Linked DNA regions of Sus scrofa: regions 1, 2 and 4 are each linked to region 3. Evidence: chromatin contacts called from public HiChIP or PLAC-seq data. All regions are on one chromosome and are shown on one strand. Each heading gives the region's core, a stretch centred on a gene start, on an enhancer-like site or on the middle of the called end of the contact. The rest is flanking DNA. Distances are from core to core; before and after follow the strand shown. Region 1 holds the start of SCAMP1 (secretory carrier membrane protein 1). Region 2 holds the start of ARSB (arylsulfatase B). Region 3 holds the start of LHFPL2 (lipoma HMGIC fusion partner-like 2). Region 4 holds the start of AP3B1 (adaptor related protein complex 3 beta 1 subunit).

Evidence for each region. HiChIP or PLAC-seq counts read pairs in DNA pulled down with a chosen protein or histone mark.
Region 1: a contact with region 3 is called in an H3K27ac HiChIP or PLAC-seq map of skeletal muscle, with 5 times the contacts expected there. The contact joins the promoter of SCAMP1 here to the promoter of LHFPL2 in region 3. A contact is called at or near these places in 1 of 47 Hi-C or Micro-C datasets (heart right ventricle) and 2 of 2 datasets of contacts at active chromatin or transcription factors (alveolar macrophages and skeletal muscle).
Region 2: a contact with region 3 is called in an H3K27ac HiChIP or PLAC-seq map of alveolar macrophages. The contact joins the promoter of ARSB here to the promoter of LHFPL2 in region 3. A contact is called at or near these places in 1 of 47 Hi-C or Micro-C datasets (brain) and 2 of 2 datasets of contacts at active chromatin or transcription factors (alveolar macrophages and skeletal muscle).
Region 4: a contact with region 3 is called in an H3K27ac HiChIP or PLAC-seq map of alveolar macrophages. The contact joins the promoter of AP3B1 here to the promoter of LHFPL2 in region 3. A contact is called at or near these places in 1 of 47 Hi-C or Micro-C datasets (embryonic fibroblasts) and 1 of 2 datasets of contacts at active chromatin or transcription factors (alveolar macrophages).

What each region holds. Positions count from the first base shown.
Region 1 is chr2:87,209,491-87,212,190 of Sscrofa11.1, reverse strand. SCAMP1 (secretory carrier membrane protein 1) reads right to left here and starts at 1,352. Exons shown (of 9, transcript NM_214245.1): 1 at 1,164-1,352. The coding sequence starts at 1,220.
Region 2 is chr2:87,778,261-87,780,960 of Sscrofa11.1, reverse strand. It overlaps ARSB (arylsulfatase B), which reads left to right and starts at 1,408. Exons shown (of 8, transcript XM_021084478.1): 1 at 1,408-2,700. It overlaps LOC110259405 (a long non-coding RNA gene), which reads right to left. Exons shown (of 2, transcript XR_002341753.1): 2 at 613-1,189.
Region 3 is chr2:87,496,962-87,499,661 of Sscrofa11.1, reverse strand. It overlaps LHFPL2 (lipoma HMGIC fusion partner-like 2), which reads left to right and starts at 1,285. Exons shown (of 5, transcript NM_001243213.1): 1 at 1,285-1,373.
Region 4 is chr2:87,141,184-87,143,919 of Sscrofa11.1, reverse strand. AP3B1 (adaptor related protein complex 3 beta 1 subunit) reads left to right here and starts at 1,257. Exons shown (of 27, transcript NM_001098585.1): 1 at 1,257-1,428. The coding sequence starts at 1,301.

The sequences.
Region 1 (2,700 bases), core at 103-2,602, 290 kb after region 3:
TCCTCTATGAAATTATCAAGCTAACAATCAGAAAAAGGGATGTTTTCCTCTTCCAAGATTCTTAAGAGATCAAACCAGGAGTAAAAAGACGTAAAATCAAGCTGGAAGGGACCACAAATTAAAGTTACTATTGTACACATCCAGAGGAAGTGAACCAAACTCAACCAGTAGTTGGAAACACATTACACGTGCTATGCAACTGCACTCATTAAGAAACCTGGAGCGGTACTTTAAAAAGATAGTTATTTAGATGTTGCATTAATTTAAACACAGATAATGAACATCTTAACCACTTTCCTCTGCCTCTTTCTATACCAAGCTCTTCTATAGCTGGGGTTGATAAAGGTAGACTCAGAAAGAAAGCAGCTCACGTGGAAATGGTATCCTCCACACAGTGCAGCAAACAGCTGACGCACCAGGAGCTTGGAAAATATCCCGTCGTTTACCTCACTAAGAACAGTTAGGTAGGAAGACGATTGTCCACGTGCACTATTGTTTCCAGGTGCTTTTATTTATATTTAACTTATGCTTTGATATCAGGACCTTCAACCTCAGGCAAATGGTGGGGAGGAGGGATGGCAGCGCCGCTGGTGGTATCTGGGCGCAACACAAGTTTAAAAAATAAAAACAAAACCCCCTTTTTTTTTTCTTTTCTTTTTTTTTTTAAACTGCAATGTACTCGATGCCCTCACCTCTCCTCCACGCCGCCCTTCGCCGCCGCCGCCTGGGATCCCCATGACAACCCCTCCCGAGAGTGAGCCCCCCTCCGACACGTCCTGGCCCCCGCCCCGGTCCGGCCAGTCACACTTGCCTGACAGATGACAACTCCACCTGTTCTGGGTTCTCACCCTCCTTGCTCCCGAAAGGCAAACCAGGAAGCCTAAGCCACGGGAATCCCGACTCCCGGGCCAGGGCACGACCCTCTCCAGTCGGGGACGTGGGGAGGGCCGGCCGGATAGGGAGCTTAGCAGGTTCCACTCCGACCCCAAACGAGTGACGCGGGGGCCAAAGCACGACCCCCCAAAGGGGTGCGATGGCCCGGAACCCCTGTCCAAGCGGCTGAGGGGGGCCGAGTGGCAGGCGCAGTGGGCACCAAAGAACTTGTCGGTTTAAACAAACAACCACGCATCGCGGCGGCGGGAGATGCTGGGGACGACGCTCACCTTGAAGGGGTTGTTGAGATCCGGGTCGGCAAACGGGTTACTGTCAAAATCCGACATCTCGCGCTCGGCGTCACCCACCCGACCCAGGCGCAAAGAAGAGAGACGAGGCGAGGCCGCCGCCCCCCTGCGCGCTCACGTCGCCGCCGCCGTCGCCGAGCAGATCCGGGTGCAGCTCGCGAGGCCACCCAGCCGGCCGTGCCACTGAGCATGCCCGGTGCGGCGGGCTCCCGGCCGCCGGCGCAGCTCCTGGTTCGCCGTCCCGTTCTTCCCGGCTGGAATCCAGCGTTCCGGGCTTTAGCTACGACCGGATAGGAACTAGGGGCGGAGGGACCCGAGAGCAGAGGCGGTTTGTGCTCAGCGCCCAACATTGATTCCGCCTCTGGAGGAGCCGAGCGTCTGGCTGGACTCGGTTGTATTATGAATTAAAAATCGGCCCCTGTGCCGAGCGCGACTTAGGAAAAAGGTGGTACTTTTGAGCAAGAAAGACGTACGCTGACCTTACTTCCCAAGGTTGGGAAGGTAGCCCGGGACGTAGACGCCACACCTGGGGAAGGTGTGGCTTTTTAACCGGGGCAGAGAGGCGCAAGGAACTGGAAAATCTCCGCCTCAGTCTCCAAAGATAACGCCCCTTGGGGTCCGGTCTTGGCACACCCCTGACCCCCACCTGGGAATCCCAGCCTCCCGTCTTCCGGTTTTTCCATACTCTAGGTTGTTGCTAAATCACGGAAACCTGTCTTGGCGCTATCGATCCAGACTAGCTCCGCGGAGGTTTGGGAAAGAGAAATTAGGTACCAGGGTCCAGTTCTTGCTACCGTGCTCCGGAGTCTGCAAAATGGCACCTTCGCCGGAAATGACTGTGGGGTAGCACAGGTCCAGAAATCAAGGCCCTCAAGTTAATGTTAATGAATGACAAAAGGATGCCCTTTGTGTTTTCTTTGAAGCCCTCGGGCTCAAAATAATATGCCTCTGATTTTTTCCTGTTCGCTACCCAACACCAGAAAACACCGAAAAATGTATATGTGTAAGGAATTTATTTGTATCATTCATTTGGCCCACCCCTGAACTTGAGAAGACATCGCTTTTGCATCCTCTCATCTTTTTGCACTAACAGCAAAACAGCAGATAAAGCTACAAAAAGCCAGAATTATTTTCACTTGGTAGGGGCCTAAGACTTGGAAGGAACTAGAGTTAGTCTTCTTGGCTTTCCTGCACTTTGCGAAGTCACCTGGGAAATAGTCTCTCCCCACTGTGAAAACACTAGTTGGAGGTGATAGGCAAAAACCACATTTGCTATCAACTCTCTTTGGCGGGATTCGGGTTGGGATATATGACAAGCTGGTCCTAGGCAGCCTACTAGGAGGAGTGTCAGCTAATGAGTAACAGCAGACCAGACTGATGATGGCAGGGCTGCAAGATTGTGGATATGAAAAAAGAGCAAACAATCTATTGTCGTTGCTGTCCTATCCTCAGCAGCTGCCGGGAGTATAGTTTATAGCAGAGTGCTCAAAACATGTGTTTGGTGCAAATCCCAATTCTG
Region 2 (2,700 bases), core at 159-2,658, 280 kb before region 3:
GGGAGTGCTCAAATATTAAAGAGAACATGCCACAAGGACACAAGAGTTAGACTGAAGGGGCTCCCACTGGCCAAATCAGAGGAAATTTGAGCACTGATATGATTAATATGTATTATTATACTGATTAAATTAAGAATCTTTGAGTTCATAGTGATATAAACAAACACATGAGGAAGAAGGCAAAGTTCTTCCTTACAGTAGTAGAAAGACAACTAATAAATCTATTTAAAGAATGATAGAAAATCACTATAATCACCATTTGGGAACCATCCTAATAATGACTGAAGCAATAAGCCTCAGGGAAGGTTAAAACTAATAAGCGAAAGTTTTAGGAATAACAGAATATATGCATACTCTCAAAGTACCTCCCCATAAAATAATTATTAATTACAGGGGGGAAATAATAACTTTACAGTGGGGAAACGGCCACCTTAAGTTATCAAATAATAAAGTAAATCAACAACACCTGACTCTTAATATGAAGCATCAAGAATACGTTATATTTGCAGTATTTCTGTATAAACCCATAACCTGCGCCTAATCATTAGGAAACAACAACTCTAATGGAGAGATTTTACAATAACTAGACTATACTGCACGTCAAAGATGTTCAATGCATAAATGAAAAATAGAATTAACTCTTTTTAATTAACTCATTTGCACATTTCCAGAGCATTTTTAGCATAAGCTTTTATTTGAAAATTCAGGACATCGGAAGGTGCAGTGCAAGTTCAGTAGTTTCTGGAGCAGTTGGTCAAAGGAGGAATTGTTCCTGCAGATTACCAGCCATGGTTTGGGCAATCTGATTTCTATCCTGAAGGGTAGGGAGGAACAGTTATGGAAAGAGGGACAGGCAAGGGCCACCATGGAAAATTTTGTCCTTAAAGATCTTTTACATGGTTTTTAAAGGAAATTTTCAAGCCTTAACCTAATGAGAGTCAAATAGCTCTTCAACATTCTCTTTTTGGAATTCCCATTGTGGCTCAGCGGTTAACCTGACTAGTATTCCTGAAGACGCAGGTTCGATCCCTGGCCTCGTTCAGTGGGTAAGGATCTGGTATTGCCGTGAGCTGTGGTGTAGGTCACAGATAAGGCATGGATCCCGCCTTGCTATAGCTGTGGAGTAGGCCAGCAGCTACAGCTCCAATTCAATCCCTGCCGTGGGAACCTTCATGTCACCAGTATGGCCCTAAAAAGACACACACACAAATTTCTTTTTACTTAATGCCAATTTTTCTCCTGCTAAATTTCATCGATTCCACCACAGATGACAAGTGGCTGTAACATAAATTAATTTACTTCATGCAGAGAAAAAAAATTCTATGTATGTAAAGAAGGAAACATTCCATATGTTAGAGAATAATTTTCAAAAAATGAGAAAATCATGATCCTTATACACATATAAAATGAATATACATCAAAGATTTTATTTAATTCATTAACGAAGAAACAGAGTGTTAACACCAGTTCCAAGAACAATCCAAGGAACAGATCAGGAATATGAAATAAATGTGTAAGTGGAGGCAAAACTTTTTTCCAAGGTAGTGGCGAGGGTGTCATTCCAATGGATAGAATTAATTTGCATGTGTATAAACAAGAATTAGTTTCCATTGCTCTCAGTTATCTACAACCTATAAATGTGTACAATGAGTCCCATGGAATCAGAAGCAGATAACCTGAAAGGAGCGCAAAATTTCTTCCCCTACAACCAGTAACAGTTATTGTCTGTCTCCAGATAGAGGGAGGAGGCAGAGTCTTGGCTGGCAATGGGAATACACTGGTCATGAGGCTAACTTCCCATGCTTCAATGAGCATGTGGCTAAAGGAATGTTTCTTTCCATCCAGGGACTGTTTCAGGCAAATGAGTCTACTTTGGTTCACCACTTCATTGTGGGGGAGCCAACTCTGAAAGGGCTCGTATCTGGACAAGCTAATGAGCTACTCCCTGGCCACACAGCACTCCAAGGGCAGCCTAACTATAAAGCTGCACCTTCAAAACGGCACCGTGCAGTCCGAGTGTGTACTTGGCCCCTTTTGGCTAAGTGGGGAGGAAGTGGCTTCGCAGGCCTATGCTATTCTTAAAGGAATCTGAAACGCCATTCAGATCTCTGCCTCTTCATTGTTCTACATGCACGAGGCTGGGTTCTTTTGCTAGAAACAATTCTGCTAGAAACGATGCTTTCACGACTCTTAAAACATTATAGCTCAAGATATGGAGTCAGAACTGGGTCTGGGTTACGCCCAAGCAACTCCAAGCTTGTTTACTCCGGAAAAAAGGGGGGGGGAGGGGCAAAATTATGATTCCGAGCCGTCAGAGTTGTGAGATTTAAAGAGATAAGGGCTGTCAAAAATGCTGTGTAAATTGTGAAGAGTTACTAAAAAGAGCAAATTCGCTCCTCTTTTAGGATGCCAAGAGGCAACGAGCATCGCTGGAAAGATGAGACCTTGGCCCTTATCAAGCATCAACGGAGTTACCCTGGAGCACAGCTGCGAGGCTGCCCGAGTTCTACTCGCTGGCTCCTCCCCCGCCACACGGGCCCGGGCCGGGGTTAGAGGCGGCGGGTCTCCGGCGCTGGGCCTCTACTGCCCACGGCCCGCAGGGGGTGAGGTTCAGTGCCGGGGCGGGGCAGCCCCGGCTGCTCAGTTCCTGATTCTATAAGTGGTGCCCGAGGCTGGCGGCGCCACAGGCGCGGGCAACGC
Region 3 (2,700 bases), core at 36-2,535:
AGGCCCCCAGTTGAGTGCTAGGGTCTGAGTTGTGGCGACAAGTGGATACAGGTGACTGGCGGATACAGGCGTCGCAGACAAGAGGCTGAGGAGTTGGGGAAAGGAGCAAGTTTGACAAGAAAAAAATAAGACGGGTTTGCTTGGCTAAATGCTGTGTCCCTACGTTTAAATTACAAGGAATTTTGTCACCTTAATCTGTGGCCATTTGTCTCTGCTCCCACCTTGGAGGCAATGGGGAGCAGTTGGTGAGTGAGTCTCCTCTCTGGACAAGGATGACTTTTCAGATTATCGGCTAAAGCGCCTTCAAAATTCACCCTGAAACTGTATTTTGAGTTCAAGGGAGTATGTTTCAGGACCCCAAACAATCAGTTTAGAAATATTCTTTCTGACTGTTCGCACTGTTTCTTTTCCTAGAGACTCACCGGGGAAGGAAATTTACGCCCGGAGCCTTGACTCCGGGATAGGAAGGCGAGGAGGATGGGGGTCCAGGTACCCCCATCCCCCCCAGCCCACCCTCTTGCTTTGGATTCCCCAGGACCAGCCTACGGACGTTTCTTTCCCTTGGGCCTCGCCTGGGGAATGGCTCCGAGCGCTCCAGGGCCGGCTCTCCGCCTAGACAGTCGGGCCTCTCACTCCCCACTCAGACTTCGCCGCCGCCCGGCGGGGCAGTGCACACTCTCCGCGCCACAGAGACGGTTTCCCGAAACTGCGCCGGTAGGTTCTCCGGCGCAGCGCGGGGGACCCCTCGCAGGATTCCGGGAGACACCGCCGCCGCCCCGCGGGCGCAGTGACCGGCTCCCAAGGCCCCGGGCCTCCGCCCCTCCTCTCGGGGATCCCCTTTCGCCCACACCCTCCCGGCCGGGCAGGACACTCCCCCCGGAGGCTGGGCCTCGTCCGCCCGCCCACGCCTCGCCCCCGGCCGGCCGCCCCGCCCCACGCGCCGCGCCGGGAGAGCCCCGGGCCCCGACCCCTCCCCCCGGACGCCGGCCGAGAGCGGGACGCGGCGGCGATGGTGACTGGGCAGCCGCGCGGGGCCGGGTCCTGGGCAGGGAGGCTCGGCAGCCTCTTTCTTTCTCTGCCCCCGCCCCTCTTTCCCCTCGCTGCTTGCTAGCCCCGGCGGCGGCCGAGGTCGGCGCTCTCGCCTCGCCTCCTCTTCCTCTGCTTCCTCCTCCTCCTCCCCCGCCCGGGGACCCTCTCCCCTCCCTCCCTCGCCCCCTCCTCTCGCTGCCTCCTCCCCTCTCCTCTCCCTCCTCCTCCTTCCCCGAGCGGACGGCGGGGCCAGCTAGAGAGGTGTCTGCGAGGAGGCGTAACGGAAAGCCCCGGCTTGGGGAAGACTGCGCGCTCGGAGCCGGGGCCGCCGAGCCGGGGGCCGGGTGAGTTGGAGTCGCGGAGCCAGAGCGCGCTGTGGAGGGAAAGCGAGGAGCCCCGGCCCAGGGGGGCACCCGGCGCGGTGCTCGCGGAGCCGTCGCGGCCGGTGGAGCCCGGGCTGAGTGCGCCGCGGCCGGAGCGCGAACTTCTTCCCGGCGCCCACGGAGCCAGCGGGGAGGGAGGACCCGGCCGGGACGGTGCAGGCGGGACGGGTGCTGCGTACTGGAAACAGAGGGAACGCCGCTTCGGCTTTGGCCGCCGAGGTTGCCCGCAGCAGAAGTGGAAAAAGTTGTGTCTGGAACGGCGAGGTGTCGGGAAGCCGGCGCGAGCCCAGCTCTGTCGCCGGCGCCGGCGGGGTTTGCCCGGCGCGCGGGTCCTGGGCGCTTCTCGGCTCCAGGCTTGGCGCGCCTCGTACCGCGCCCGGGGGCCGCCCCGTGGTCGCCCCCGCGGGCCTGGTCTGTGGCGTGTGGGTCACGCCGGCCACAGACGTCAGCTGCTTCTCAGATCTGGGCTGCATTTTTGTGGGCAGAGCAGGGATTGCGGGTGCGGGCTGCAGGAGGAGGAGGAGGAGGAGGGCGTGGAGTGGGGAAGACCACATCTGGGCTGGGTGGGTTGAGCCGATGGTTTGGAGTGAAGGGCTGGGAAAGACTCTCTCTGGATTTCTGGATGTTTTCAGGCACAAAATTGTGTGTGTGTCTCTTTCCCCTTTTCATTCAGCGGTGTTCTTTGAACTCGGAAGAACGAACGAATTTTCTTCAATCTTGTTCTCTCTTCCTGCTGTTTCGGAAGGGTTCTGAGCTCTGAGAACCGGTGCGCTGTTTCATCAAAGGGAGCAAATGGGAGAAAAGACCAATCTCATCCCCCACCCCCACCCCCACCCCACCGGGGCCATTTCCTGTATTTCCCGGTTTCTCTACTGTGATTGTGTGCCTGCATGTAGGTTGCCATCACTGACCCACATGTGAAGTAGAACTTCTGCCTGAAATCGCTAAGCGGCCCCTATAGATTAGTGTGTGTGGGAGCGGGGGGGGGGGTGGGAGTGGTGGGAGCTGGAGGGGGAGGGGAGCTGTTCGAGCCTGCTTGGCAGAGTTAAATCTGAGTAATCGAGTTCCAAGTGACGTTTCTGCTCCGCACGTTGCTTTTGCTTCACCTGCTCACCTGAGAGAGCTCCACCTGCGCCAGGTTTAAGCGATGACGGATGCCAATTTCTTTGGTATTGTTCTTTCCTGGGTATTCCTGACTCATTCCTGCCGGTTCTCTTTAAGAAACAACTTACTCTTTTCAAATGTAAGTGATAGGGAACACATGCTGGTGGGGAGATGAAAGATGGGG
Region 4 (2,736 bases), core at 8-2,507, 360 kb after region 3:
TTAGTGTGGTCAGTGTTCTGGATTTTGGCCATTTTAGTAGATATGTAGTGATGATCTCCCTGTTATTCTTAGTGTGGCCATCAGAGGCTGTGAGGTTCACACTCTGAGCCACCTCCCTCCACCTCCTCCACACCTCTTCCGTTGGGAGCAGCTTGGCCCAAAGCGGGAAGCCCCATCTCGGCATCCCTGCTGGTGCTTTCTGGGCGTGTCATCCCCACCCCCACCCCCACCCCCGGCGCTGGTCCCACAGGTTGTGCTTCACTATTCCCCTGACAGTTTCTAGCTCTAGGGGCTCTAGGTTTCAAATCCTGCCTGAAGGGGAAGAGGTGGGGGAAAGGTTTGGGTAGGCTCTGAAATCCACCTGAAACGTCAGGCTGGGGGAAGTTACTCCTGGAAAGAAGGTTTCTCTTGTGCAACTGCGGGGCCGGGCAACTTTCTGCCTTGACACCCCAAAAGACGTTAGTAAGTGAAACTGCTAGGGGAAGAACAAATGAAGGAGGTACCTAGATGACAGGCTAGTCCTGGTGCTCGAGGCATCTGTATTTCATTTTATTCTACCTTCGGGAGCCAGACGCCAGGAGGGTGCACTCCTTTAGCTCCTTGCAACCAATGGCCCTGGGATTTTCGTTTGGAACTTTCACTGTAAAGATCACCTCTCTGCCGCGGCAGCGGTGGATCCTCAAACACGGGGTCCTAGAAATTTCCTTAATCTGCAGAGATCTGCGATTGAGGTTGCCTGGGGCGGATGTAAAAGTTAAGACAAAGCTTGCCGGAGGAAAAGGAGCAGAAACCGGCTTAAAAAGGAAAAGCAATCCTGATGTGTCTAAGAAAGTTGATCTGGTGTATTAAATAACATTTTAGGAGAAATCTGAAAGCTATTGGTTTACAACAGGAGTCTAGCAAAGAGATGTCTGGGGTTGGGGAACTTCCTTAGAGATCAAAAAGGATACAATGGGTATCTGTCTCCAAAAAAACTTTAAAAGCCTTGAGCTCAGTCTTTTGCAAGATCAGGGCCCGCCTGGCGCGAAGCCTGAGACTGAGCCTTCCGGCTACCTCGAAAACCAGGAGATGGGAAATCCACGCAGGCCCGGAGTGGCCGGCGGTGGGCTCCGGCCACTATGCACACTGAGCATGCGCAGGGGGTGGACCTCCTGGTCGGTTTAAGGAGCAGCGACGAGTCCGGAAGCGCCTGCGCGCGCCCCGCCGCACGACAACTAGTTTTGTTCCGCGTTCTGTGGTTGGGAGCCGGTCAGAGAGAGCCCCCGGCAGGACCAACCCGACACCCGGCAGCACGACAGCAATGTCCAGCAACAGCTTCGCTTACAATGAACAGTCCGGAGGAGGGGAGGCGACGGAGCTGGGTCAGGAGGCGACCTCAACCATTTCCCCCTCCGGTGCCTTCGGCCTCTTTAGCAGCGATATGAAGAAGTGAGGAGAAAGATTTGGGGTGCGGGGACTGGGCTGAGAAACTGGGGCCCTCGGCGGAGCGGGCACCGAGCTGGGGCCTCCGGGAGAGGGGTGGGGTCGCCCCGAGACGGCTCGGAGCCTAGCGGTAACGTTTCCCCGAAGTTGGACCAGTTGGGAGTGGTGGGAGTTGTGAGTTTGGGATGAGTGTGTGGAGGGGTCTTGAGTAGTTTCAAACTTAAGAGAAAAAAGAGCCATCCCCAGAGACTCGGAGTTGGTCTCGGCTGGGGCACAGGAATCTGAGTTTTCAAAAAAACACTTCAAGCTAATTTACTGTTTGCCTGATCACACTTGGGGAAATTAGCTTATTAAGGTGGAAGGATTGTTTGGGGAGTTGAAAGGGAGAGTTAAAGTGTGAGTTAGGTTTATGGGAAATTCTTCTGTGGCTCTAGAGTGTTGGAGTAAGGAGGTGTTTTAGGCACTTTATGAATGAACAAACTGGTTTATACAACCACTAAGGTTCTTGGACAATGTCTTTTGCACTGCAGACAAAAAAACCAAAAAAACCAAAACCAGCCCCTCCAAAACAAAACAGAAAACCACACAAACAAAAAAACCCCCACTCCCAAACACAGCAAGTATATGAGTATAGACTATTTAGTGTGTTACTCTGAACAAACCCTAAAATTTTATTAATAATGTGAATTTTAAAAACGAGCACTAAACAGTGTGTACCTGTTTTTTTTGGTAAAAGAATATTTTCAGTACCATTGATTTGAGGGGGGATTAAAGTTTCAGAATCCTGATAACTTTGTATTTTATTGTAATTATTTTTACTTGTTTCTTATTTTTAATCTCTCAGTAACAAACTCTATGGTCATATAGTAGGCTGTCCCTAGATTTATGCTAAAGTAAGGTAAAGTAGCTCTGCTGGTGGCTTTGCAGTGTCAGAAAGGTAAATAAAAATTTACTTAAAATTTATTTTAAAAGGTGTTCTTGAAAGTGCTAGTGGTTGAAATTGTGATTACGTTTGGACTGTATTGAGCTAATTGAAATCCTATATGGATCATGTGGAATAGAGTTTTGGGTTTTTTATTTCCTCCCTTATTTTCCAGTTAGAAAAGTTTAAAAGTAATAAAACTAATTTTTCATTCTGTGCATTTAGATGGTGGATTTTCCCAACATGGAGGTTGTTATTAGCAAAATGTTTCAACTGTTTAATTAATGTATATGTCTATATAGGTCTGTTTTGCATGTGATATGCTTACAATTGATTTATGGTTTGTGAATGTCTAAGATGTTTTTCTGTTAGAGACTTTCATTTCCTATTTT